Regions from separate parts of the Sus scrofa genome. Here all the other regions are linked to region 5. A link is a contact called in public HiChIP or PLAC-seq and promoter capture Hi-C data. All regions are on one chromosome and are shown on one strand. Each heading gives the region's core, a stretch centred on a gene start, on an enhancer-like site or on the middle of the called end of the contact. The rest is flanking DNA. Distances are from core to core; before and after follow the strand shown. Region 1 overlaps UBR5 (E3 ubiquitin-protein ligase UBR5). Region 2 has its middle 30 kb from the start of ODF1. Region 3 overlaps UBR5 (E3 ubiquitin-protein ligase UBR5). Region 4 holds the start of LOC110260477 (splicing factor, arginine/serine-rich 19-like). Region 5 has its middle 38 kb from the start of AZIN1.

Region 1 (4,512 bases), core at 343-2,842, 460 kb after region 5:
ATTCTGGTTTGTTTTCAAGTTATGTCATCTTGATGGTGGTTTTTCTTTTATTTGCTAGGTATGCTTAAGAAATAATCCTCTCTATCATGCTGGAGCGGTTGCATTTTCAATTAGTGCTGGGATTCCTAAAGTTGGTGTCTTAATGGAATCAGTTTGGAATATGAATGATAGCTGTAGATTTCAACTGCGATCTCCTGAGAGCTTGAAAAGCATGGACAAAGCTAGCAAAACCACCGAAGCTAAGTAAGTACTGTGCCCTGACTAATCTTGAGTTGACACTAGTTTCTAGTTTGCTCTGTGTATGAAGGGGGTAATTGGGAGACTGAGAGGTATACAGTAACATAGATAAACATTAGCAAGAGGGAGTCTTGATAAGATCCCCACACATTTTGAAAGGTATTGGTAAAATTTCCTGTTTGCAACATGGGTAATATTTGTATATTATACTTATTCTTATATGGCAGCGTAGAGTTCTCCTTTGATGTCATTTATCATTAGAATGTGTCCTATGGAGGTGTTGTGTAGCAGTGATAATGTGCTCAGCCTTACCGTACTAGGCAGACTTTTCTCTCTTCTTTCCATGTGTAATCATCTTAATTTCGACTTAACATATTTCCTTTATCGTGATCATTGGAAGCGTTTTAAAGGCTAATGTGCTAGGGAGGGAAATTCTATAAAAGGTTTGTAAACTTTTAGATTGAAGGGGTATGTGAACAGAAATTCCACTAAATTGTGTACACCCCACATTCTCAGGCTGCCTTACTGTTTGGGAACCAGATACACAGATCTTAATGGCTACACTTTTAGAAGCATCTACTCATCTTTAAAAATATTTGTCTTGTAATTTTGTTGTTTGCTACATGAACTTCAAAACTTGAATATAGTTTCAAAATAACTTTTTCTTAATCTTATAAAATTACGTGACCATTATAGAAACATGGAAGAGTAATATAACAGCACATTCCAGAAATCATGTTTTAAGTATTCTGATGTACTACTTTCTTTTTTCCAGAATGTATACAAGCATTGAAAAAAATGACTGGGACTACACTATACATATAGATTTTTAAAGTTCTGAAATTTTTTAGTTTGCTCAAATGAATGGAGTGATCGTACAAGGGTTACTTTTAAACCCTTGTATTTTTAAATAAGTTAAAAAATGCTTTAATAGACCATAATATTGTAATTATGCCTAATTAAGGTTTTTGTGCTTTGTTTTGTGCTTTGTTCTCTGTCTTGTTTTTAAAAATAAATTTATATATTTTCTCTCTACTTACATTGATTTTTATCTTAAAAATAAAAGTAGTGAAATCATTGTTTGTGAAACTCTGAAAAGCATTTGGAATCTTTTTCGTGTGCACAAATAGAAGAGATTAAAATAGAATATGGTATTTATATCCTGTGATTTATTAAATTTTTCATAGTCTTCCTTGAAATTTGCCGTCTATACTAATGAGCTTAGTACAATATCAAAATGAAATTAAATGTTAAGAAGATAATCATTTTCATGTCATTAGACTCTTCTAGTCATGGAAATGTGTTGACTTTATAAGAGCGTGCTGGTGATGAGTCAGTACTGGCCTGCCTCCATGGTCACAAGGTTTGCAGAGCAGCCATGAGAATTCATGTGTGCTCGTACTGAGCTCTTTGCTGAGATGCTGATGAAAATACCACTGTTTTCTATGGACTATTTCTAAACCCATGTGAGATCCCTGGTGGGAATAATAGCAGATGAGGGGTTAAGACAATGGCCTTGATTACATTATATAACCAGAGTGATCTATATATAATAAATTTCTGAGTAATACATGACTTGTCTGTCTAAAAATTGATTTCTGCCCTTTAGTGAATAAAATATATTTTATTTTTACTATCTGCGGAATATAGATGTAGTTATCTTTTCAAGTATGACAATAACAGAGTATCTCAAGAAAGAGGGATAGTTTATTAATATACTATAATTTTCATTTCATTTATAGCAAGTGATTATTCTTGAACCTCTGGTGGTAAACAAAGTTTTGTAAACCATTGTGAGTAGAGTTCCTCCTTTGAACCCTAGGAAATTAATGATCTGGTGGGCTTTTTTAAAATTGCTTTTGCTATCTTTTCAGTTAAATTGCTATGTCCAAGTCATTGTTCACTAAAACATTAAACTTGTTTGCTCAAGAGGCTTTGGATAAAGCTGTTGATAAAACTGAGTGTAGCTTTTGTTATTATTCCTAGATAAGGCTTATCTGAACCATTGTTCCAAGTTGTTGATCTCTTCACATGATAATTTCCCTTTCCTATTTTAAAACATTATTAGAAATTTGAAGTATGTACTGTGTATCTTTTTCAGTACCTTGTATCCTAAAGAATAATACCATTTTGTACAAGCTTCTACTGTTTCATTCTCTTACGAAAATAAACTTGAGTCTTAAAAATAAGCCATTTGACAGGTTCCTGATATTTCTTTTTCCTAATGATAAAGAGTGTCTCATTTATAATTGCAGGCCTGAAAGTAAGCAGGAACCAGTGAAAACGGAAATGGGTCCTCCGCCCTCTCCAGCCTCCACGTGCAGTGATGCGTCCTCAATTGCCAGCAGTGCATCGATGCCATACAGTAAGTTTTATGTGTAGTACCCGTTGGTCACAGCAAGGTCCTGGGCAGACCCCTGGGTTCAGTTGGTTTCTGATTTGAGGCAACTCAGACCATTTTTAAATGTCTTTTAATATAAATTGTGTTCCTACTAGTTTGATTTTTTTTTTTTAACGAGCAACTTTAAGTGGAAAAACAGTATTTGCAGAGTTGTTTCTGAGAGCTGTAACTTTCGCCAGAAGTAAAATGCATCGTAGTAATAGAAGGAAGTAACTGCCACTCTCTAGAATATCTGCCCGCCTTTGTTGAAATTGTTATTATTATAAATTGGTTATGGTCAGAACTTTTGCTCAGAATTGTAGAATTTATAAACCTAGATTTATTGCTGCACCTTGAATTTGAAGAGTTTTGTTTTTTTTTTAAGCATTCCAATTTTTTTTTCCTTTTTTTTTGCATTCCAAAATTTTATAGCTGCAGTTGCTTTGTACCCACGGAAATTGAAAGTTCGTTTTTAATAGTCATGTGATAGTTTGAAGAACAGGCCACCAGATCTTCCTTTTTAAACCTTGGTCAGACAGCCGTAATTTTGAGGGTCAAAAAGAAGTATTTAATTTCTTCTTTGCCATTGTTTATAGTAGTGTAATTATTCGTGTATTTATTAATATTGTCAGGCATTAACAGATGAGGATATTTTTCACTGTGAATTCATTTGAAGTGGAAGTTAATCGTGAAGCCTAAGTCTGTAAAGCAGTAGTAGTTCAGGAAATTTTTGTTTATGTATCTTAAGTATGTATCCCTTTACAAATGATCTTTTTTCATATATTTAGATGAAATCTATAAAGTCTCTTTCACATTTTCTTTTTGGTACTTACCATTTTGTTGTTGTCTAAGAACGACGACGGTCTACCCCTGCCCCCAAAGAGGAGGAAAAGGTGAACGAAGAGCAGTGGTCTCTTCGGGAAGTCGTTTTTGTGGAAGATGTTAAGAATGTTCCTGTTGGCAAGGTTTGTTCAGAATATCTAAGAATCAGTCACTAACTGAGCGGTAGTGGTATTGGGTATGGAAGAGTTTTTGGTTGGTGAGTGCTCATCAGCCCTTCCTCGAGGCGGCTTTGCTTCTCACCTCTAATGACCTCTTGAGTCCCATGCTTTAACCTGATGCACGTATCTCCTTTGTCCCTAACCGATGAAGTGATGATTATTATGCCTCTCCTTGAGCATTTTATGGTGATAATGCTGCTTTTTTAAAAAACAGAAAAGTTGCAAAGAGATAACATTACTTTTTGATACAGTCCATTCTTGGGGACTATTAGACAGTTTTAATGGAGATGATATTCTGTAACATTTAAAAATCTTATTACTATCTTTAAGCTTCCACTTTCTCTTCCCTTCTTCCTGGAGAGGGGCTTGCCTTCTAAGAAACCAAGTGAGTAGAGTCCATCAGCTGGAATGCCATTAATTTCACCTTTCTCTTCACACATCGTAAAAACAAAATGGGTCTATAGCTATAGCATATCTGCCAAGTAAAGGTTTTCCTGATTGCTCTTTAGTTTCTGAAATGTGATGGTCTTTCATGTGTGCTTAAAAGACAGAGTAGATCCATCATGTCCTGCAGTTTAGAAAAGCCTTTCTATGTATTATCGCATTGGATTTTCAAACAAAGTAGTTTATGGGCAGCTGTTTTTTTTTTTTTTCCAAAGAAGATCTCACTGGCTTAAAATCAAAAGCAGTAAGTAGCAGAGTTGGAACTCAAGCATTCTGGTTTCAAGTCCTGTGCTCGGCTTTCTGTGCATTGCTGACTGTATCTGTGTTGTCCAGTATGGTAGCCACTGGCCATATATGTAGCCAGTTAAATTTATTAATATTAATAACTTTGGCAAGTCAGTTGCTTGGTCATAGTAGCTTCGTTTCAAGTGCCCGGTAGCCAGTTATGGC
Region 2 (4,898 bases), core at 339-2,838, 280 kb after region 5:
AGGTGGCCCTCCCCAAACATCACCCTCTGCAGGGTCTGGTAACTGCTCCCTCCCTGCCTGCCCCAGGCGGGGGTGGTAGTACTGCCAGCACTGCCCCATCCTTGGCTGGTTTCACACAGGTGTACATTGTCCTTTTATTAGACACCCTCACCAGCCCAGTTTTAGCATGCCACTTGTTTCCCGTCAAGCCCTGACTGGCGCTAGGGGTTAAATCAGAAGTCTATTTATAAGAAAGTTCATTGGCAGCATTATTTATAATAACAAAAACTCAAAATAGCCAAAATAACCAAATTGGAGACTGGTTTTAAGCAAATTATGATGCCTCCACATAGAATATAAAAATGCATTAACAATCATATTGTAAAAGAATATTACTAAAATGGAGTTCCCTGATGGCCGAACAGTTAAGGACCTGGTGTTGTCACTGCTGTGGTGCAGGCTCTATCCCTGGCCCAGGCTAATTTTGCATGTTGAGGGTATGGCCAAAAAAAAAGGAACATTATTAAAATGATAAAATGGTCATAAAATGGTCCACATATATTCCTAGGTTAAAAAAAACCCACAGGAGTTCCCATCGTGGCGCAGTGGTTAACGAATCCGACTAGGAACCATGAGGTTGCAGGTTCGATCCCTGGCCTTGCTCAGTGGGTTAACAATCTGGCGTTGCCGTGAGCTGTGGTGTAGGTTGCAGACGCGGCTCGGATCCCACGTTGCTGTGGCTCTGGTGTAGGCTGGTGGCTACAGCTTCGATTCGACCCCTAGCCTGGGAACCTCCATATGCAGCGGGTACGGCCCTAAAAAGACAAAAAAAAAAAAAAAAAAAAAAGTGCTTGTATATCTTACAAAATGTGTATTTTGTTGTGTAGCTGTCATATAATTGAATGTAAGCATCATGCCATATTTCTATAATACTGTACATTGTATAGATATATTATATATGTCACTTTTGTAAAGAATTATTTACATATGTATTTGTATCATATTTTGTGTCGTATATGTTATATATAACATACAATACATAATACACATGTTATAGAGATCGTGTATGTATATGCATGTGTGAATGTATATCTTCCAGATGTCAGCTGAGATCATTCAGCCCTTTGGGCCTGAGAAGCAAATTGGTTGTATCCTCTATTCCGTGTTTGCGGACAATATAATGTACAACGTCCCGTTCAAGATTTATTCAGATTTCCAGGGGCTCACCGCTGCCTCGGGCCTCTCTCTCAGCCCGCTCAGGCTTCTCTCCCCTCTTCCTGCTTCACTGCTGCAGCTTAGACTGGGGATTCAGCCATTTCCCTGAATTTCTCCAAAACCGTCTGCACAAGGTAAATGTGTGTGTGCCCGAGTTCTTCTTAAGGTTCAGAATTCTGCGTGGCTCAGGTACCCAGGGCAGGCGTCTTAGGCGCCCGGCTCTGCAGGATCTGATTGGAGGACCGGCCGTGGGCGTGGGCGTGGACGGGGGCGTGGCTGCAGCCGTGGGGCTGCCCACCCGGACCGCGGCGCCAGGGCAAGGCCCGCCCTTACTCTAAGCTCTGCCCGCTTGTTTTCCCCGCCCCCTCTTTACAGCGTCCTCCCCACCCCACATTGCAAACCTAGACTCCTTGATAACTCCGACCGACGTCAGTCTGGAACGGAGGAGACCAACAAGGAGAATCTCTGAACTGTGAGTCCCTCCCACTTCCAGGTCTCTAAGAGGAAGGAAGCCCTGGACGATGCGGGCGCAGCCCGCGCTCGCTAGCCGAGTGGGCTGGAGCAGGTCCCTTTCTGCTGCTTTCCAGCTGTTTGGTTAGGGCACCGGTGTCCAGGTGCCTCAGTTTCCTTATGTACCAAACCCAAGCGGCACTAACATTTAAGACGGTCGCTGAGAATTAAATGAGTTAAATACAGAAAAATATCTTTGGACTTGGTAGTAGGCAGAAGTTTCTTAGAGTTTAATATGTACAAGGTGCTTAGAATAATGTTTGGTACAAAGTAAATACTATTGAATGTTGGCTCTTTTTTTCTGCATAAATATGCATTATGCCGTCACCCCATCCTTCCCACGAACGTTCAAGAGCAGCTAGTCCGTTTGGTTTTGAATTGCATATTTATACCTATAACTATACCTAAAATACCAGAAGAAAATATTTTAATATGTTGGAGGTGGAATTATAGTGCTTATTTCTTCCTTTTATTTTCTTTGTGGCTTTTAAAGTTTTTCAAGTTTGGTATATTGAGCATTTGTTATTTTTGCAACTATGGAAAATGCAAATTTTTTTTCAAAAGAAAGGCAAGAGAAGCCTCTTGGGATGATGATGTAGGTTAGGAGAAATCTTTCCCCTGCATGTAAGTGAATTAAAACCCTGGAGACCAGGCACGGCTCCTTGGCTCCTCCAGAAATGAGTGGTCCTTAAAAATTAATGATTCCCCACCGTTTGCATTTCAGAATAAATCCGTGATTATCTCCTGCTCTTCAGACCTGCCATTTCAGCATCTTAAAAAGAAACCAAAGAGAAACTAAAGTTCACGACCAGAGACCTTCCTACAAATCAAATTTTCTCTTCGGTTCCTAGTTTTTAAGCGGCTTAGTCTGCTTCCTTGCCCCTAATTGCTCTATTAATTTAATCTGCTAGGAGTCTCCCACGAGTCTAATCAGTTTTCGGGGCTGGTTCTGGCTGGGCTGGTCTCTTCCATGGGGTTGTGCTGAGCTGTTTTACGCGTCGTCCTGAGTTCTGTTTTGCTAGCTTTCTCCTGACCTAATTAAATGAGTATATGTGAGGAGTAGCACATTAACTGAAATGCTATGGACTCCTTTTCTTTTCCTCCTGTGAAGACCTGGAGCTACACTTTGTCCTAATTTTCCTATTTCGGTTCCTCATTGTTTTTCTCTCTCTCTCTTTGCTCTTTAGGGACGCACCCAGGGTATATGGAAGTTCCCAAGCCAGGGGTCAAATCGGAGCTGTAGCTGCCGGCCTACACCAGAGCCACAGCAACACCAGATCTGAGCCGCATCTGTCATCTACACCACAGCTCACGGCAATGCCAGATCCTTAACCCACTGAGCGAGGCCAGGGATCAAACCTGCAACCTCATGGTTCCTAGTCGGATTCGTTTCTGCTGTACCACAATGGGAACTCCACCTCATCGTTTCTCTTAAAGGCACTCAGTAGCTTCATGTTTATCTAGCATAAATCAGTGCTTTGCATAAAAACGCACCCTAAGCAAGTTAGTGTACTTTCATTTCCTCGTCTGTAAAGTGGAGATAAAAATGTCTGTATTGGTTTCCCAGGGCTGCTATAACAAATGACCATAAGCTCGGTGGCCTAAAACAGTAGTTTATTCTCCTCACAATTCTAGAGGTCAAAAGTACAGACTTGAGAAGACACAAGGCCATGCTTCCTCCAAAGGCTCCAGGGGGAGAATCCTTCCGGCTCTGGCCTTCTCTGGTTTGTGGCAACACAACGCCCATCTCTGCCTCCATCTTCCTCCTCTGTGCCTCAAATGTCCTGCTCCTTTCTGTTACAGGGACACCCATCATTAAATGGAGGGCCACCTCTAAATTGAAAATGATCTCATCCTAAAATCTCTAATTTAATTACATCTGTAAAAACCCTATTTTCTTTTTTTAAAAAAAATTATGGTTGATTTACAATGTCGTGCCGATTTCTGCTGTATAGCATAGGACCCAGGTACATGTATCTATATATGCATTCTCCTTCTCATATCATCCCCCATCATGTTCTGTTCCAAGAGACTGGACACAGTTCCCTGTGCTATACAGCAGGACCTCATTGCTTATCCATTCTAAATGTAATAGTTTGCATCTGCCAACCCCAAACTCCCAGTCCATCCCATTCCCTCCTGCCACCCCCTTGGCAACCACAGGTCTGTTCTCCATGTCTGAGTCTGTTTCTTTTTTTTTTTTTTTTTTTTGGTCTTTTGTCTTTTGAAGGCCACTCCCATGGGAGGTTCCCAGGCTAGGGAGCCAAGCAGAGCTGTAGCCGCCAGCCTACACCAGAGCCACAGCAACCCCAGATCTGAGCTGTGTCTGCAGCCTACACCACAGCTCACGGCAACACTGGATCCTTACCCCACTGAGCAAGGCCAGGGATCGAACCGCAACCTCATGGTTCCTAGTTGGATTCTTTTCCGATGTGCCACAATGGGAACTCCTGTTTCTGTTTTATAGATAGGTTCATTTGTGTCATATTTTAGACTCTACATATGTGATATCATAAGGTATTTGTCTTTCTCTTTCTGACTTCACTTTGTATGGGAATCTCCAGTTGCATCCATGTTGCTGCAAATGGCATTATTTCATTCTTTTTTTATGGCTGAGTAGCATTCCATTGTGTATATGTACCACATCTTCTTAATCTACTCATCTGTTAGTGGACATTTAGGTTGTTTCTGTGTCTTGGTTGTTGTATCTTATGCATGCATTTATCTTTTGGGGTAATTTTTTTTTTTTTTGCTTTTTTTAGGGCCACACCCACGGCATATGGAAGTTCCCAGGCTAGGGGTCGAGTCAGAACTACAGCTGCCTGCCTACACCACAGCCACTGCAATGCCAGATCCGAGCCATAGTTCATGGCAATGCCAGATCCTTAACCCACTGAGCAAGGCCAGGGATCAAACCCGCATCCTCATGGATCCTAGTCAGGTTCATTAACCACTGAGCCACAATGGGAACCCTGCATATATCTCTTTGAATTGTAGGGGTTTTTTTTCCCTGATGTATGGCCAGGAGTAGGATTTCTGGGTCATATGGTAGTATATTTAGTTTTCTGAGGTACCCCCATACTGTTTTCCACAGCGGTTGTACCAATTTCCATTCCCGCCGACAGTGTAGGAGGGTTCCCTTTTCTCCATACCACCTCCAGCATTTGTTATTTGTGGACCTATGAATGATGGCC
Region 3 (4,504 bases), core at 772-3,271, 420 kb after region 5:
AACCTGACTAGTATCCATGAGGATGCAGTTCCATCCCTGCCCTTGCTTGCTCAGTGGGTTAAGGATCTGGTGTTGCCATGAGCTATGGTGTATGTTGCAGACATGGCTCCGATCTGGCATTGCTCTGTCTGTGATCTAGGCTGGCAGCTATAGCTCCGATTCTACCTCTAGCCTGGGAACTTCCATATACTGCAGGTGTGGCCCTAAAAAGAAAAAGACCAAAAAAAAAAAGAACAGATTATACTTCTTCTTTTCCTTTTTTTTTTTTTTTTTTTTTTGCTTTTTTAGGGCTGCACGGGCAGCATATGGAGGTTCCCAGGAATCGGAGATACAGCTGCCAGTCTACACCACAGCCACAGCAATGCCAGATCCAAGCCACATCTGCGACCTATATGCCACAGCTCACAGCAGCACCAGATCCCGATCCACTGAGCCAGGCCAGAGATCAGGCCCACATCCTCACAGATACTAGTCAGACTCATTTCTGCTGCGCCACTACGGGATCTCCGATTATTCTTCACTAAGGAAATATCCTTTATCAGAGAGTGGGAAGAATAATCCTTCTGTAGCAGTGATCTCAAACCCATATGTCTCCAGGCGCTAGGCAGGTAAGGGCACCTCTAGTCACACTGGGCTGTCTAAGCTTGGTTGCTAGATCTCGTTTTTTAAGAGAAGCTAGAAGTCTGGAAATCTGTGTGAGGTTTTCAAATCTCCATGTTGGCAAATAGTCTTTTAAAAGTGATTCAGTATCATGTATACATCTGCAAGGTGGCAGTTTGTGACTTTTCCTTAGGACTCCCTTCTAGTAACTGACTGTAGCTTTTGCATATCAGTCTTAGAGGTTCTTTAGTATCCTTGCCTGTACTGCCTCCCCTTCCCTATTCAGATGATAAATAGTTAGTGCCTCATGGGAAGTTTAATATTATCAGGGAGGCAGGATTAAAAATTTTTAATATGCTTTATGTCACATATGCCACATTGCTGTACAGTTGTATATCTAAAGAGAATCATGTATGGGTAAATGATAGAGTACAAGATAGGCTGGTGGATTTTATTTTATTTTTTTGTCTTTTTGCCTTTTCTAGGGCCACTCCCACGGCATTTGGAGGTTCCCTGGCTAGGGGTCTAATAATCAGAGCTGTAGACGCCGGCCTACGCCACAGCAACGCCAGATCCTTAACCCACTGAACAAGGTCAGAGATCGAACCTACAACCTCATGGTTCCTAGTCGGATTCATTAACCACTGCGCCAGGACGGGAACTCCCAGACTGGTGGATTTTAGTATTGGCTTCGAGTGTTAAGAGTTCATTGATAGGGTTTCTGATTCTACGTTGTAACCAACCTTTTAGAAACCATCACTTGTTGAGTTTTGGTGTAGTGATTTTTTTCATTCTTCACTGTGTGTTTTGTATAAATGGTTCTATTGCTTCTCTTACTATCCACCCTCTCCCATTCCCCATTCCTGAGACATCCTGAAGTTGAGAACCCATGATCAGGCTTAAATGCATATAGAAGCAGTACAAAGTGGATTTTACAAAATGTACCTGAAAATCAAATGTCCTGAAGTCAAATTGCAGACCTACAATGAGAGCCCTCCAGGCTCTTCCCAGCCATTCTCAGACCCATGGATCAAGGTGGCTCCTTCTATTTTAAGTCACAGCGCAGAGTGGGTAGGTGGGCGGAAAGACTCTATTTCCTTCACACATAAGCAAATCCAGAGTCCAACACGAGAAGACTCAGTTGACACCTTATGTTTTACGTCCGAGACCCCCTTAAGGGGCTCCTCTCAGCACACCTTAACAAGGCTTGTTTGAGGATTATGTGAAAAGGGATTTGGGGTTGGGATGCCCTCTCTACTGGATTGAATAAGCTAGCTCCAGGCTTTCAGTTGGCTAATGGGGATGGGAATGTGGCTATTTGATGCTATGCCCTCTACAGCTTTGCCCAAGTACATCCTTTTATGTCAGGTACAGTGGCTGCCAAGCAGGAGCACCATGTGATAGCTTGAATTTATTGTTATTGTTGATACTGTGGACAGTTGGCATGCAAAGAAGCACTTCACAGGTGGCAGGCGGTGTATACAGTATGGTGCAATAGTTGTATAAAAGAACAGTGTTGGGGACTGACAACCTATATTTAGGAAAGTGCATGATGATACAGTGGAAGGGCCATGTCTCTTTCTCTACTGTCTGTCTAGCAACGTAGTCGTTGCTCTGTGCTCTGTGTACTTTCATTGCTTCTGAGTTTTAAAGCTTTAAGGTTTGGAGAGTTGCTTTTAGAGAAATGCCAGAGGTATTCCTATAGTATTTCTTCTTTTATAAGAAGATAATCTGGGTGCATTTGTGTTTTGGCAATACCTGCCTTCTCTGACATGGATGGCAAGAGGAGATCTTTAAGACATTTTCTGCAAGAGTCTTGATTTGGATGTTGTAGGGACCTTTACTGACTGTTGGCTGTTGTTTCTGTGTGTGGATTATTAAGTCCTTTACTCAAGTAAAATTACATGGATATGCAAAAGTTTTATTCTGTGCATGGATACTTAGAGATTGGAGTGAGGTCACTTGAAGGCAGTTTGCTCATAGTTTTGGATAAGTGCTAAGTGATTAAATGTTTTTGCTATGTTGACTATTCTGCTGTAAGAGTTTTATGGGAACTATCCTAAAAGAAATCTGTATATTTACACTCTTCTTGCTTGTTCTAAGACACAGGGAATAGTTTTGTTGAATTTAAAGGATCAGGCATCTTTTCTGCCTCTGAAAATGGATTGTATATAACAAGTATTACTGTACACTGGTCATTGCTGGAAATGTATCTAAAGAAGTGAAGGAGGGAGGAAATAACTTGGGGAGTTTTATCTCTTTGCTTCAAGTCTCAAGTCACTTCAACTAGAAACACAAATGACTAGAAAAAAAAGTAGGCAGTAAAGGTCCTGTTTGAGGGTGAAGCTGTAGATTTGTGTGGGGAGAAAATTAAGAGCTACCAGAGGAGTTCATGGAGGAGGGAGCATGTGAGCTGGGCCTGAAGTAAATGAGACTGGCAGAAATGTACGGATGGCGGCTTATGCCCCTTTCCACCGATAAGGTGATGACCGACACACATGAACTGCAGGTGGGTACGTACACCTGGTCTACCTACACCTGGTCCACCTACCGATTCCAGGTGTATGAAAAGCACCATCTTGTAGGAGGGGGAATTTCAGGAATACCTTTATGGAGAATTGAAGGCTTTTAGGGATCCAGACATACCTACCTTTTGGACAGTAGAAGTTTAGCTAGAAATCTAGCAATTTCATTCATTTTAGGGTGTGTGTGTGTGTGTGTGTGTGTGTGTGTGTGTGTGTGTTTATCTGAACGGGTGGCATGGGAATTAGGGGTAGGGCAGAGAATTATAAAACTGAAGAACCTGCTTTAAGTGCTCCTGCCAATTGAGGACCAGTGAGAAGGTGACTAAAATTATTATGTTAAATTTGGGGGAACTGAGATGGAAATTATAGGGAATTTGAAGGGCAGCTATAAATACGTTAGTTTTTAGCAAGTACTGTTTTACTGATTTCTCCGTTAACATCAGTTTGCTGTTACCTTGGTGCTTAAGAAATTTTAGCCTCTGGATCTGTAAAATGTCTATAAATTTGAAGGAATAAAATAGGTTATTGAATTGGAATGTAGAATAAATCTTTGGTGTAGAAGTACTAAGGATTGTCAGAAGCACATTGCTAACCTATCCATTGTGTGTTCTGGCCACCTTACAAAGGCTTTCCTGCCTGCCTCTGAATGAGATTATATGCTGAGTTATGAGGTTATTTTGTGATGTTATGCCGTGCTCTTAAAATTGTTTTCCGTCACAATCGCATGTAAAGATTTATTCTGAAATGGAAGTTGGTGAGCTCTAGGGGTGGTTTTCCTTTTATTTTAAAAACAGGGAAAACTTTCATTAATATTGCTATGAGAGGAAATACAGTTAATAACTTTAAGCACTGTAAGCTTTGGAGGAAGATCCTTTACAGTAGTAGATGAGTGCCACATAATTATGTAGAGATGTTCAGTAATTGAGTAAATTGAAACGAATGTGATTATTGGTCTGCAGTAATTCTGGGATTTGCGTGTCTGCTGAGGACTCTATAATGTAAAGGGGAGCTAAGGACTCCTTATTTTGCAGTTAGTCCCCCCCGCCACACCACCCCCCCCCCGAAGTTTTCTTTGTTACTGTTTCTGGGATCCATGTAAGCTAATGTGTGTATGGAGCAAATAATTTAGTCATGATAACTGCTATCATGAGATTTGGAAAAATACATTTTCTGTAAATTTTCAGGATTGAATTTAAGAAATTAAGCAAATTTGATATTTGGGGAAACCTAAGTGTCCGTGTAAAATTAATTTGTGTATGAAAGTTTCAGATGGGTAAGATGAAATTGCATATGATGGTGAGTGGTTAGGAAGTGCTCTTTCCATATAAACATTACAGAAATACCTTCCACTGATAAATATTGGCTTTTCATACATACAT
Region 4 (4,535 bases), core at 1,181-3,680, 380 kb after region 5:
CATATCACATTTTTTTCCCTATTGACTTTGAATAGTCTATTCCTTCTAAATTATTAACTAGATGGCATATACCATTGTGGTATAGTGGAAAGAGCAATGGAATCAGGTTAGATGACTTAGGTTTAAGTCTCATCTTCAGCACTTACCGTAAGTGTTTTAGCCTCAGTGTCCTCATCTATATAATGGAGAGAATATTATTTACCCCAGAGGGTGCTATTAAAAGACCTAAGTGTATAAAGTAGTATGTAGTCAAGTGATACATTTGCCAAGTGGCACATAGTGAGACAAATAAAAGCATCTGCTGAGACTACTATTATAAAGTGGTCTAGGAGCTTGAACACTTGTTTACTTGTTTAGGCCTCACTGAAACCCTATATAGATCTATTACTATGGAATATTTCGCAAATGAGAAATATTTATGACAGGTTAAATGATTTAATAAAAGTCACATTAAGCAACAGAAACAGGGCACAAATTCACATCTGTCTAGCTCCAAAACCAGCAGTGTCCACTGGTCTACCCTGCTTCCCTATGTCTCCCATGGACTTCTAATAGACAGTGGCCTTGAAGTCACTTTTTAGTCTAAATTAATCTGGGCCAATTTGGAGCTGGCGACCTACAAAAGTGTTCCATTATCTGTCTCCAGGGCTATTTACGCTATCTTAATTATAAATAAATTTTCATGTATTTTGTTCAAAAGAACTTCCTAAGCAAAAGAGTGTGTGTGTCTATGTCTGTAATGCATTAGCAGAAGAGTGGTAGTTAATATTAAAAATGTTTCATAGGAACCCTGGTTTAATGAATATCCAAACATACTGGAGAAGAGGCTTCATGTTTTCTTTTTTTTTTTTTTTTAAGGCTCCACCCGGGGCATATGGAGGTTCCCAGGCAAGGGGTCTAATTGGAGCTACAGCTGCTGCCTATGCCACAGCAAGGTGGGATCCAAGCTGCATCTGCAAACTACACCACAGCTCTAAGCAATGTGGGATTCTTAACCCACTGAGCGAAGCCAGGAATCGAACTTGCAACCTCATGGTTCCTAATCGGACTCGTTTCTGCTGCACCATGATGGGGTCTCCTTCACTTTTTTTTTTGTCTTGAAAGAGGTACTTGATTTTCTGAAGCAGCTGTAGAAGCCTTTGAGAAGAAAGCTATGAACTGGTTCCCTAGAAAAAAGCAGATAGATTTAGCAGTTATGATCCCACTGACAGTAAACTGAAGAACGAAACATCTTTGTAGAAGAGATATATCATCTTTCATTTAAAAGTAGTAAAAAAAAAAAAATCGTGAATCATTCAAAGCAGGAAATGGGTGGAAATTTCCACATTTGTCTTCGTGCGGGTATATGATGGTGCTGGTGTTGGGGAAATTGGGGAGATCAGAGTGATAAACGTAGTAGCTGCAAAGTCAGCTCTAGGATCCTACTATTGGACCTTCTGGAAAGGTTCTTACATAACTACCTTACTTCTACAGTAAAAGGCTGTGTATTTCTTGCCCCTTGACTAATTTTACATTTCCACTTTAAATATAGCTGCGGATCAAGGACGAGAAACAACAAAAACCCCCTAAGGGTCCGCAAAATAATTAGGGCCTCCCCGAGGGTAATAAGAGCGAGAGAACGAAGAACCCCCTCTTCTTTCCCAGCCCCCCCTTCCCCCGGGGGATACACACTTAGCCTCCCTCCAGTTCTCCCCACCCCGACCGGCTCACCCCTCCGCCTCCTCTTCCCTTAACACGTGCTCTCCGGAACACTCACTCCGGAGATATCCCACCCCCAGGGGGCTGGGCTCGGGATCAGAACGGACCAATCCGCACGCGCCTTACAGCGTCGTGGCCCGACAACGTTGAGCCGCCCAATCGAAAGGGCCTTACCGCCCGTTTCCCGGAGCCCCGCCCCCTCGCAGCCGTGCCCCCGCCCGCCGGTCTCCTCCCTCCTCCTCCTCCTCCCGTTCGCCCCTCCCCCGCGGCTCGGGAGCGGAGCCTGCGAGACGGAGAAACTGGGGCAGAAGTGAAGATGGCGGCGGCGGTGCTGGCGGCGGCGGCGGCGGCTTCTTGCCAGTGACGCGCGGTGCGGGCTCATCTCCCTCCCCACCTCCTTATTCCGGACCCCGTCCGCCGCCGGGACCACACCAGCCCCGCAGCCCGCAGCCCGCCTCGCTCCTCCCTCCCCAGTCGGCCCTTCTCCCGACGCCCGGCTGCCGCTGGCGGCGGCGCGCCCCGGGTCCCGGCCTCGCACTCTTGCGCGCTGTCGCCGGGGGAGCCGGTGGCGTGTTGATCCGCCCTCCTGCCCGGACCGCCGCGCCGCGGACACACGCTCGGCAGGGAGGCGGCAGCGGCCCCTGCGCATTTGCTTCTCTCCTTTTGGGGACTGGGAGGTGGCGGCGGCGGCGGCTGTGGGTTTTGGGGAGGGGAAGGGATCCGGGGGGTGCATAGCGGGAGGGGGCAGTCCTCCGGAGGAGGACGAGAAGGAAGCACCATGACGTCCATCCATTTCGTGGTTCACCCGCTGCCGGGCACCGAGGACCAGCTCAATGACAGGTAATAGGGCCAGCGGGCGGGCGGGCGGGCGGGGGGAGGGGCGCCTCCCCGCCCTCCCCTCCCCCACGGGGCCGCGCCGGGGCGGGCGCCGGTGTTTACGCGCCGACCGGCCGGCGGGGGAACGGGGGTCCTCACTGCCCCCGGCTAGGCCCCTCCGGGGTAAACTTCTGGTCCTGGGGCCCCGGGGCCGCGGGGGCGGTGGGGAGCGTGGTGTGGACGGGAAAGCGCACTGCACCCTCCTTCCTACACCCCCGCCCCCCCTCCACGGAGGAGCCGCGTTGAACTCGGTGGAGATGGGAGGGGGGGTCCGGCTCCCGGTGTGTGTGTGTGTGGGGGGGGGGGCATGTAATTACCGCCCGGCCCAGGCCCGAGGAATCCATATTAGTCAAAGTTGAATTGAGACAGACAATGCGGATGGGGGATGGTGGAGGTAAAAAGAGAGGGAAGAGGAGAAGCCGGGCGTGGGGCCCCGGGGTAGGCTGGGCTCGCCCGGGCCCCGGGGAGCCGTGTCCGGTGGGGTGTTCTGGACCATCCGGGCCTGGAGATCCCGGGGGAGGGGGGTGGGTGGGGAGAAGCTGATTCCCGGCAGATCGCGGTTGGGGGGAGGGAGGAAGCGCCATGATTATTGTTATTATTATTAAATTTGAGTCCCTGCAGTGAGGTTTGCCTGTCCCGGGAGGGGATAAATTTAGGCGGAGGTGGGGAAGTGGATTGGGTTCCCTTTGCTCTGCTTCTCCCGAAATGATGCTGGCAGCTCCTGCTCCCGGCCCCTATGTTGCGAGCTTTTTTGTTTCCTTTTTTATTCTAATGATAGTGTTTTCCTGAGTTGTAATTTGACAGCTGAAAACCGTGCGTAGAGTCAAAGGAAAACTCTTGCGTTTGCAGTTCGCACTGCTGCTTTTCTTAACATGCTGTAAATTTCTGGGATGGGTTTTGCTCTGGGCGGAGGAGGATTTATGATTTTTTTTTTTTTTTTTTTTTGTCTTTCATAAGAAGGCTGTTTTGGCCCTGGATTCCTCCCCTTCCCTCCTCCACCGTTCAGTGCCAGTTTAGGATATTGAATTGCAGGGCCGCATGCTCTCAGGGAACTGAGATAAAGCAGGAAAAGTTCCTTCACTGTTGCAAAACAGCCTCCGAGGAGGTTGAGGGAAGACTCCATTAAAGCCAGTCTTAGAATCCAGGACTCAGATCTAATGATGGGCTAAGTATTTACAGGGTTAGAGAGTGGGACATTTTAAGCCTCCTTCTCTCCCAACACTTTCGCTGCTCTCTATTCCTTTTGAGTTTAGAAGGCCATCTCGGCTCAAGTTTAGAAGTTAGATATTTTTGTTAAGTGACCGGTGACATAAATTGCATGACGCCCTGTTTGTCATGCGCTTCCCGGAGGGAGGAAGAGGCCTAACTTGCTGCTAAGATATTGGCCTCGGTCTGGGAGTGGGGCGAACAGCTTTTCGATCCGAGAAGCTGGAGGCTTCTGGCATTGGGTTCGGATTTGTCTAATCTTTGCTGTAGCCATATTGTATTTAACATGTTTGTGAAACTTTTGGAATACTTTCTGAAAATATTAACCATTTGGAGTTGTCACGTAGTTCCTTTAAATACTGGGATGAGTTCTAAGTCATTTATTTTAAGATTTTGTAATTCAGTCCTTACTCCAGTTTTATTTCATTACGGATCTTTTGTTAAGACTTTCTCATAAGTTTTTTTTTTTTTTTTTTGTAAATTTTAGAACCAGGCTTGTAGTCAGGATAGCTGTACTGTCATTCATAGAACCAAGTTGATAGTGCTTGTGGTGCACCTTGTCTTGTACCTCAGAAAATTTGAACCAAGAGAGAAGTAGGGCATGTTTTCTATATTAGTTCTAACTTTATATACCAGGAATCCTGACTAGCTTACTCAATTGACTATGCATGCCTAAACGTATTTTGCAGTTGTGTTGGGCACTTTGAATAATTTTTGAGCACTCCTTTTGTTTCAGCTAGTCTCAGAAATTAACA
Region 5 (5,001 bases), core at 1,428-3,927:
AGGGAGAATGTTCTGGGCAAGGGGTACAGCAAGTGCAGGGCAGAGACTCCTGGCACGAGCCTTGTCAGGACAAAGCCCGCTCCAGCAGAGAGGGCTCTGCAGGCCTTTTCATAGATTTTTATTTCTATCCTAAGAAAGATGGGGGTGGGGTGCATTTCAGAGCTGTCAAATGATCTTGCTGAAATCCTAGGAGAAGTGATAAACCTTGGCAGCTGCTCCTGGTGGTCCTGGGCCATGAGTGAAGTAACTGAGTCTATGTTTCAAAGGAGCCTGGCCTCATTGTGCAGAAAGGACCTGAGTAGAGCAAGAATTGGATTGGCAGCCTGCTTAGGCTCTGGCATTGGGACTGGATGGTGGTGCCGTGGAGGGCTGCTTCAGAGGTAAATGGGCAAGACGTGTTGAGGTGGGTAAGGATGAAGGAGGAAGAGAGGGAAGATGCCTGAGCTTCTAGCTTGTTTCACTAGATGGCTGATGGGCTTGGTCAGGACCTGGGTCACAAAAGAGGACCAGGCTTTGAGTGGGTCATGGGTAGGGTCTTGGACACATGGCATTTGAAGTAAATTTGGGGATTGAGTGGAGATGTCAGCAGGAGGCTGGATATCCAGTCTGGAGCTCAGAGAGAGGCCCAGCTCAGAGGCTGCAGAACATGTGATCACGGCTCAACCAACGACTCTTAAGTTGAATGTCTTGATTCCCAGGCCCTTCTGGACAAGATACCGTAGCATCTTTTTGGCCGCATAGGCCCGTGGATGGCGGTGTTTGTTTGGGGGGAATTTGGCTGCTCTCAGTGGGGTCCACTAGAACAAGCATAGCCTTGGAAGAAACAAAGGCAACCGCACAAGTGCTGAAGTCCATTGGTTTGAAGGTGGTGGCTTGGTGTAGGGAAGGTGTGGCCACATCCAAAAATCTAACCCAATCATATCCTTCCCTTTCTCACCACACCCCACATTCAATCACATCTCATCAACTGGCACCTCAATTACCTGGGGCTACCAAGCACCCAGAGTGTGTAAGAGACAGAGGTAAATGGGAAAACACGAGCTCACAGCAGAGACATCATCAGACCCTTGATGTGCCCAGAGGTTAGTGCATCTCTCTCTTTTTTTGTTGTTTTTGGTTTGGTCTTTTTAGGGCCACACCCATGGCATATGGAGGTTCCAAGGCTAGGGGTCAAATAGGAGCTGCAGCTGCCAGCCTACACCACAGCCACAGTAATGCGGGATCCGAGCCGTGTCTGCAACCTACACCATAGCTCATGGCAATGCCGGATCCTTAACCCACTGGGCAAGGCCAGGGATCAAATCGGCATCCTCATGAATACTAGTCAGATTTGTTTCTGCAGAGTCACGTTGAGAACTCCCAGTACATCTCTTCAAACTCAAAATTCAGAATGGTCTGGGAACTCAAAAGTTTTTTGGTTTAGTTTGGGGAAAACTCACTCATTTAACCTCAAAACCTGACTGAAGGGACGTGAAGCTGTTGACAGTGTTTATCTTACTTGATGTGAATAGTCCTACATTTTGCTGGAGAAATGTAGTGTGTTTGATTACAGAGTGTTTGTTGTTCCAGAGCCTGCAGCTGGTAGTGATGGTGGTGGTGTTACCATATACATAGACTGTGAATAATTCTGAATTCCAGACACATTCCTTCAGATTCTAGAAGGTGGTTAGTGGACCATTCTAGTATCAGTCTTTTACTACTCAGGGGAACATACAAAAGAATTTAAGCATGCTAAAAATGATGATCATGAAAGTGTGAAAAGCATGATCCCATGTTGGTAGAGCCAACGTTTGATTTTTGAGCACCCAGAACACTGCTAAACCGTGTTCTAGACACTGAGGGTGGAGCAGTGAACAAAACAAGGCCTGTGAGTTCTCAGAGCTGACAATGCTACATTTTAAAAATTCCAGGAGTTCCCCTGTGGTAGTGGAAACAATCTGAATAGTATCCATGAGGATGCAGGTTTGATCCCTGGCCTCACTCAGTGGATTAAGGATCTGCCGTTTCTGTGAGCTGTGGTGTAGCTCACAGATGTGGCTTGGATCTTGGCGTTGCTGTGGCTGTGGTGTAGGCCAGCAGCTGTAGCTCCGATTGGACCCCTAGCCTGGGAACCTCCATATGCTGCAGGTTGGGCCCTAAAAAGCAAATTAAATAAATAAATATGCTGTAAAGGATGCGCGCGTGCACACACACACAAATTTAAAGATATGAAGCCCTGGAAGGGCAGTCACTAAAATTCCAGAAGTGTTTATTTCTAGATACAGGCATTAAGAGTAATTTTTTTCTTTTTTCTCTCTGCATTTCCAAATTTTCCTGCAATGCTCAGGACTTATTTTTGAATTTGTTTCTTTTTTTTTCTAAGAATGGCATCGTTAACTGAACAGTAATTTCTACCAGCTCTCCTCCTGGCAGGTGCGGATGGAGTCTCTGTGCAGTTCCGAAACCCCACCAGCAGAGGGCGCTGCGGTCGCGGGGCTCAGGGCGGAGCCGCCGCTGCGCTTTTCTCCCCAGCAACACCGGCCGGCGCGCGGCTCCGGAGGCGCGGCCTCCCGGTTTCCCCTGCCGGGCCTCCCCCTCGCCCCGCCTTCCGCCCGCCTCCCGCCCAGCAGGGGCGGTGGCCGCCGTGCCGCGACCTCGCCCGCGCCTCGCCCCTTGGGCCCGGGCCGACTCGGGCCCGAAGGGCGGAGCCCTGGCTCCTCGCAGACCTACCCGCGTGGTGCAGGAGGGAGGAGGGAGCCCGGCGCCCGGCCTCGCCCGCCCGGGCCGCCTGCCCCCCGCCCGCCCCCGGCGCCGCCCTCCCTCTGCCCCCGCCCGCCCCCGGCGCCGCCCTCCCTCTGCCCCCGCCCTGCCGCAGGGTCGGCCGGGCAGCGGCTGACTCGTACTTTGGAGCCGGATGGGGAGACGTGACCGCCGAGACACGGGCTGCGCCGGGAACAGGCGCGGGGGCGGGAGGGGGAGGCCGAGTTTCTGGGCACCTGGCGGCCGGGCGGATGGGGAGGGCAGCCGCCGCCCCCTCCCCCCGCGCTGAGTTCCCAGGGGAGGGGAAGGGAAGTGGGCTCCTCCCCGCCACGGGGCCCCAGCCCTGGGCCTCGTGTGTGCGCGCGCCGGCTCTCCTTCCTCCGCTCCTCTGCCCCGCCGCGCCCGGGCAGAGTCTGGTTTAGAAGGGTGGCCACGTTACCATTCCTGTCCGCTGAAGGTGCTCAGGCCTCCCGGGACGGAGAAATTTATGCAGTAAGATGCAGCCGCAATTGAGTCCTGGCCTCTGTCCAAGCTCAGTTTTCTAATCTGTAAAATGGGAAAGAGAATACCTACCTCCCAGTAGGCCCGTAGGTTTTCACACCAGGAAGCTTGTGATGCTCCAAGGAGATGTGCCGGGGAGAATTCCAAAGGAGAGCAGAATTATCCCATTCCCAAATCCAAAAAAAGGGCCATCTTGGTATCTCTACTGCATTTCCTAAGCTGTTTAACAATCTCTTGCCCTCACTTTGGCCAGGAAAGACCACCAAACACTGATTACCCTTCATAGAGTTTCCTCTTCTGTAATGGGGATTAAAAGGGAGGAGAGTGCACAAGCATTTCAGGGGCCGTCTTACTCTTTGGGTTAAATGCCCCAACCCTAGGATTAAGTGTGGCTTTTCTGGAGCTCTGATTGTAAACAAAGCTTAAGATGAAATACCCTGGTCCTTTAGAGTCAAAAGGTGGGGAGGGGTCATCCTACTACATTTAAGATGCAGATTCCAAGCCCTTCTCTGCTACTTGCTACTGTGGCTACTTTACCAAGTATTGAATATCGCTCAGCCTCAGTTTTCTTAGCAGTCAAATGGGAACACAGCACTGCTTTGTGGTGATAGGGTCAGGTACCCAGGGCGAATCTCCGACTTTCGCAGACCCTCATGAGTCAGTGAGGCAGCATTGTGTTGTCATTTGTCAGGAAATTCTCCTTATAGCTCTAGATCCTCCCCAGGCTTCAGGCTGTATTTCTGCGGCTCAGTCCCGGGAGAGAACCACTGGTCAGCCCCTTGTTCATTGATGTCATCTTCCAAGCAGAGAGGCAACTGCCAAGCTCCTCAGCCTGCCTTTCCTCACCCCTGGCCTCAGATATGGTATCAGGGTCCTCCCCAGGGAAATGGGGGAGGACAAATGCTGAGAGAACTGAGGTCCAGACCTGGAGATTTCCCCTAAATTTGTGAAAGGAATTACTAGCAAATCAGGAAGAAGAAAATGCTATGGAAAACTACCCCTGTGCTGGGGGGATTTATCTCAAGGCCCTCACAAGAACCCGGGCAGGAATCATCACTGCCTTTTTGCCTGTAAGGAAGCAGAGGATCTGCTGCCCAGGTCCCCAGTCTGTCCTTAGCTGGGCCCTCCTCCACCCCAGAGGACTCGTGAGTGTCTCAGGAGAAGGTGCTACCTCCACCTTGGCCTCTTCCATGTGTGTGTTGGGAAATGGCCGCAACTGCTACTGACACCAGGTTCTCTTGCCAGTGAGTTTCCTGGTGGTTATCCCTGGCTTGAAAGGCCAAGTGGCTCTTGGGAAACACACAGAAGCCTCCCCCTCCCTTCCTGTTGGAAACTTTGGCCTCAGGCGTAGAGTGGATGCCTGGGAAACACATTTCAGCTCCAGCCTCAGAGAGTCCAACTGCTCCTGGAGCTCTGCCAAGGCCGCTCTCAGGGATTGTGGGAGTTGGGAAGTCTGAAGGCCAGGAGGCCCCGCTCCCATGTGGGCCTCATCTCTGGACACGCTTGCTGGTGACCATCTGCGTGAGTGGTTCTCATCCCTGGCTGCCCTTGGAAAGAAGGCCGATGCCTGGGCTCCACCGCAGACCAATGAAATCCCATTTCTGGGAGGGGGCCCATGCTCCAACACTTAGGTTTTCTGAAGCATCCCCGGCTAATTCCCATGTGCTGTCGCCGGGGATGAGAAACACGAAGGGAGATCAATACCAACAGACAGTCAAAGGACAGAATAGCCAAGTATTTAAAATCTGAGCAAAAGATTTA

Evidence for each region. Promoter capture Hi-C pulls out the DNA fragments that hold promoters and counts their contacts. HiChIP or PLAC-seq counts read pairs in DNA pulled down with a chosen protein or histone mark.
Region 1: a contact with region 5 is called in an H3K27ac HiChIP or PLAC-seq map of skeletal muscle, with 2.2 times the contacts expected there. The contact joins two enhancer-like sites. A contact is called at or near these places in 4 of 47 Hi-C or Micro-C datasets (embryonic fibroblasts, epiblast stem cells, heart right ventricle and 1 more) and 1 of 2 datasets of contacts at active chromatin or transcription factors (skeletal muscle).
Region 2: a contact with region 5 is called in an H3K27ac HiChIP or PLAC-seq map of alveolar macrophages. The contact joins two enhancer-like sites. A contact is called at or near these places in 1 of 47 Hi-C or Micro-C datasets (embryonic fibroblasts) and 1 of 2 datasets of contacts at active chromatin or transcription factors (alveolar macrophages).
Region 3: a contact with region 5 is called in an H3K27ac HiChIP or PLAC-seq map of skeletal muscle, with 3 times the contacts expected there. The contact joins two enhancer-like sites. A contact is called at or near these places in 2 of 2 datasets of contacts at active chromatin or transcription factors (alveolar macrophages and skeletal muscle).
Region 4: a contact with region 5 is called in a promoter capture Hi-C map of fetal liver, with 3 times the contacts expected there. The contact joins the promoter of LOC110260477 here to the enhancer-like site in region 5. A contact is called at or near these places in 3 of 5 promoter capture datasets (fetal liver, fetal skeletal muscle and liver), 4 of 47 Hi-C or Micro-C datasets (heart right ventricle, liver, mesenteric adipose tissue and 1 more) and 2 of 2 datasets of contacts at active chromatin or transcription factors (alveolar macrophages and skeletal muscle).

What each region holds. Positions count from the first base shown.
Region 1 is chr4:34,725,554-34,730,065 of Sscrofa11.1, forward strand. UBR5 (E3 ubiquitin-protein ligase UBR5) reads left to right here. Exons shown (of 59, transcript XM_021089039.1): 14 at 59-243; 15 at 2,493-2,602; 16 at 3,470-3,582. Among named protein-coding and RNA genes, the nearest start is that of UBR5, 82 kb to the left of the region's middle. Within about 2 kb of position 1,593, at least 6 of the 83 cell types and tissues checked have an H3K27ac peak or open chromatin away from gene starts, as enhancers often do. A contact at or near this core is called in skeletal muscle, where this site is marked.
Region 2 is chr4:34,548,038-34,552,935 of Sscrofa11.1, forward strand. No RefSeq gene overlaps it. Among named protein-coding and RNA genes, the nearest start is that of ODF1, 30 kb to the left of the region's middle. Within about 2 kb of position 1,589, at least 48 of the 83 cell types and tissues checked have an H3K27ac peak or open chromatin away from gene starts, as enhancers often do. A contact at or near this core is called in alveolar macrophages and embryonic fibroblasts, where this site is marked.
Region 3 is chr4:34,684,855-34,689,358 of Sscrofa11.1, forward strand. The region is part of intron 1 of UBR5 (E3 ubiquitin-protein ligase UBR5); the gene reads left to right. Among named protein-coding and RNA genes, the nearest start is that of UBR5, 41 kb to the left of the region's middle. Within about 2 kb of position 2,022, at least 2 of the 83 cell types and tissues checked have an H3K27ac peak or open chromatin away from gene starts, as enhancers often do. A contact at or near this core is called in skeletal muscle, where this site is marked.
Region 4 is chr4:34,643,806-34,648,340 of Sscrofa11.1, forward strand. It overlaps LOC110260477 (splicing factor, arginine/serine-rich 19-like), which reads right to left and starts at 2,431. Exons shown (of 2, transcript XM_021090802.1): 1 at 1,711-2,431; 2 at 1,009-1,166. The coding sequence starts at 2,431. The coding sequence ends at 1,730. UBR5 (E3 ubiquitin-protein ligase UBR5) reads left to right here and starts at 2,005. Exons shown (of 59, transcript XM_021089039.1): 1 at 2,005-2,538. The coding sequence starts at 2,477.
Region 5 is chr4:34,262,599-34,267,599 of Sscrofa11.1, forward strand. No RefSeq gene overlaps it. Among named protein-coding and RNA genes, the nearest start is that of AZIN1, 38 kb to the left of the region's middle. Within about 2 kb of position 2,678, at least 62 of the 83 cell types and tissues checked have an H3K27ac peak or open chromatin away from gene starts, as enhancers often do. A contact at or near this core is called in alveolar macrophages, embryonic fibroblasts, fetal liver and 3 more, where this site is marked.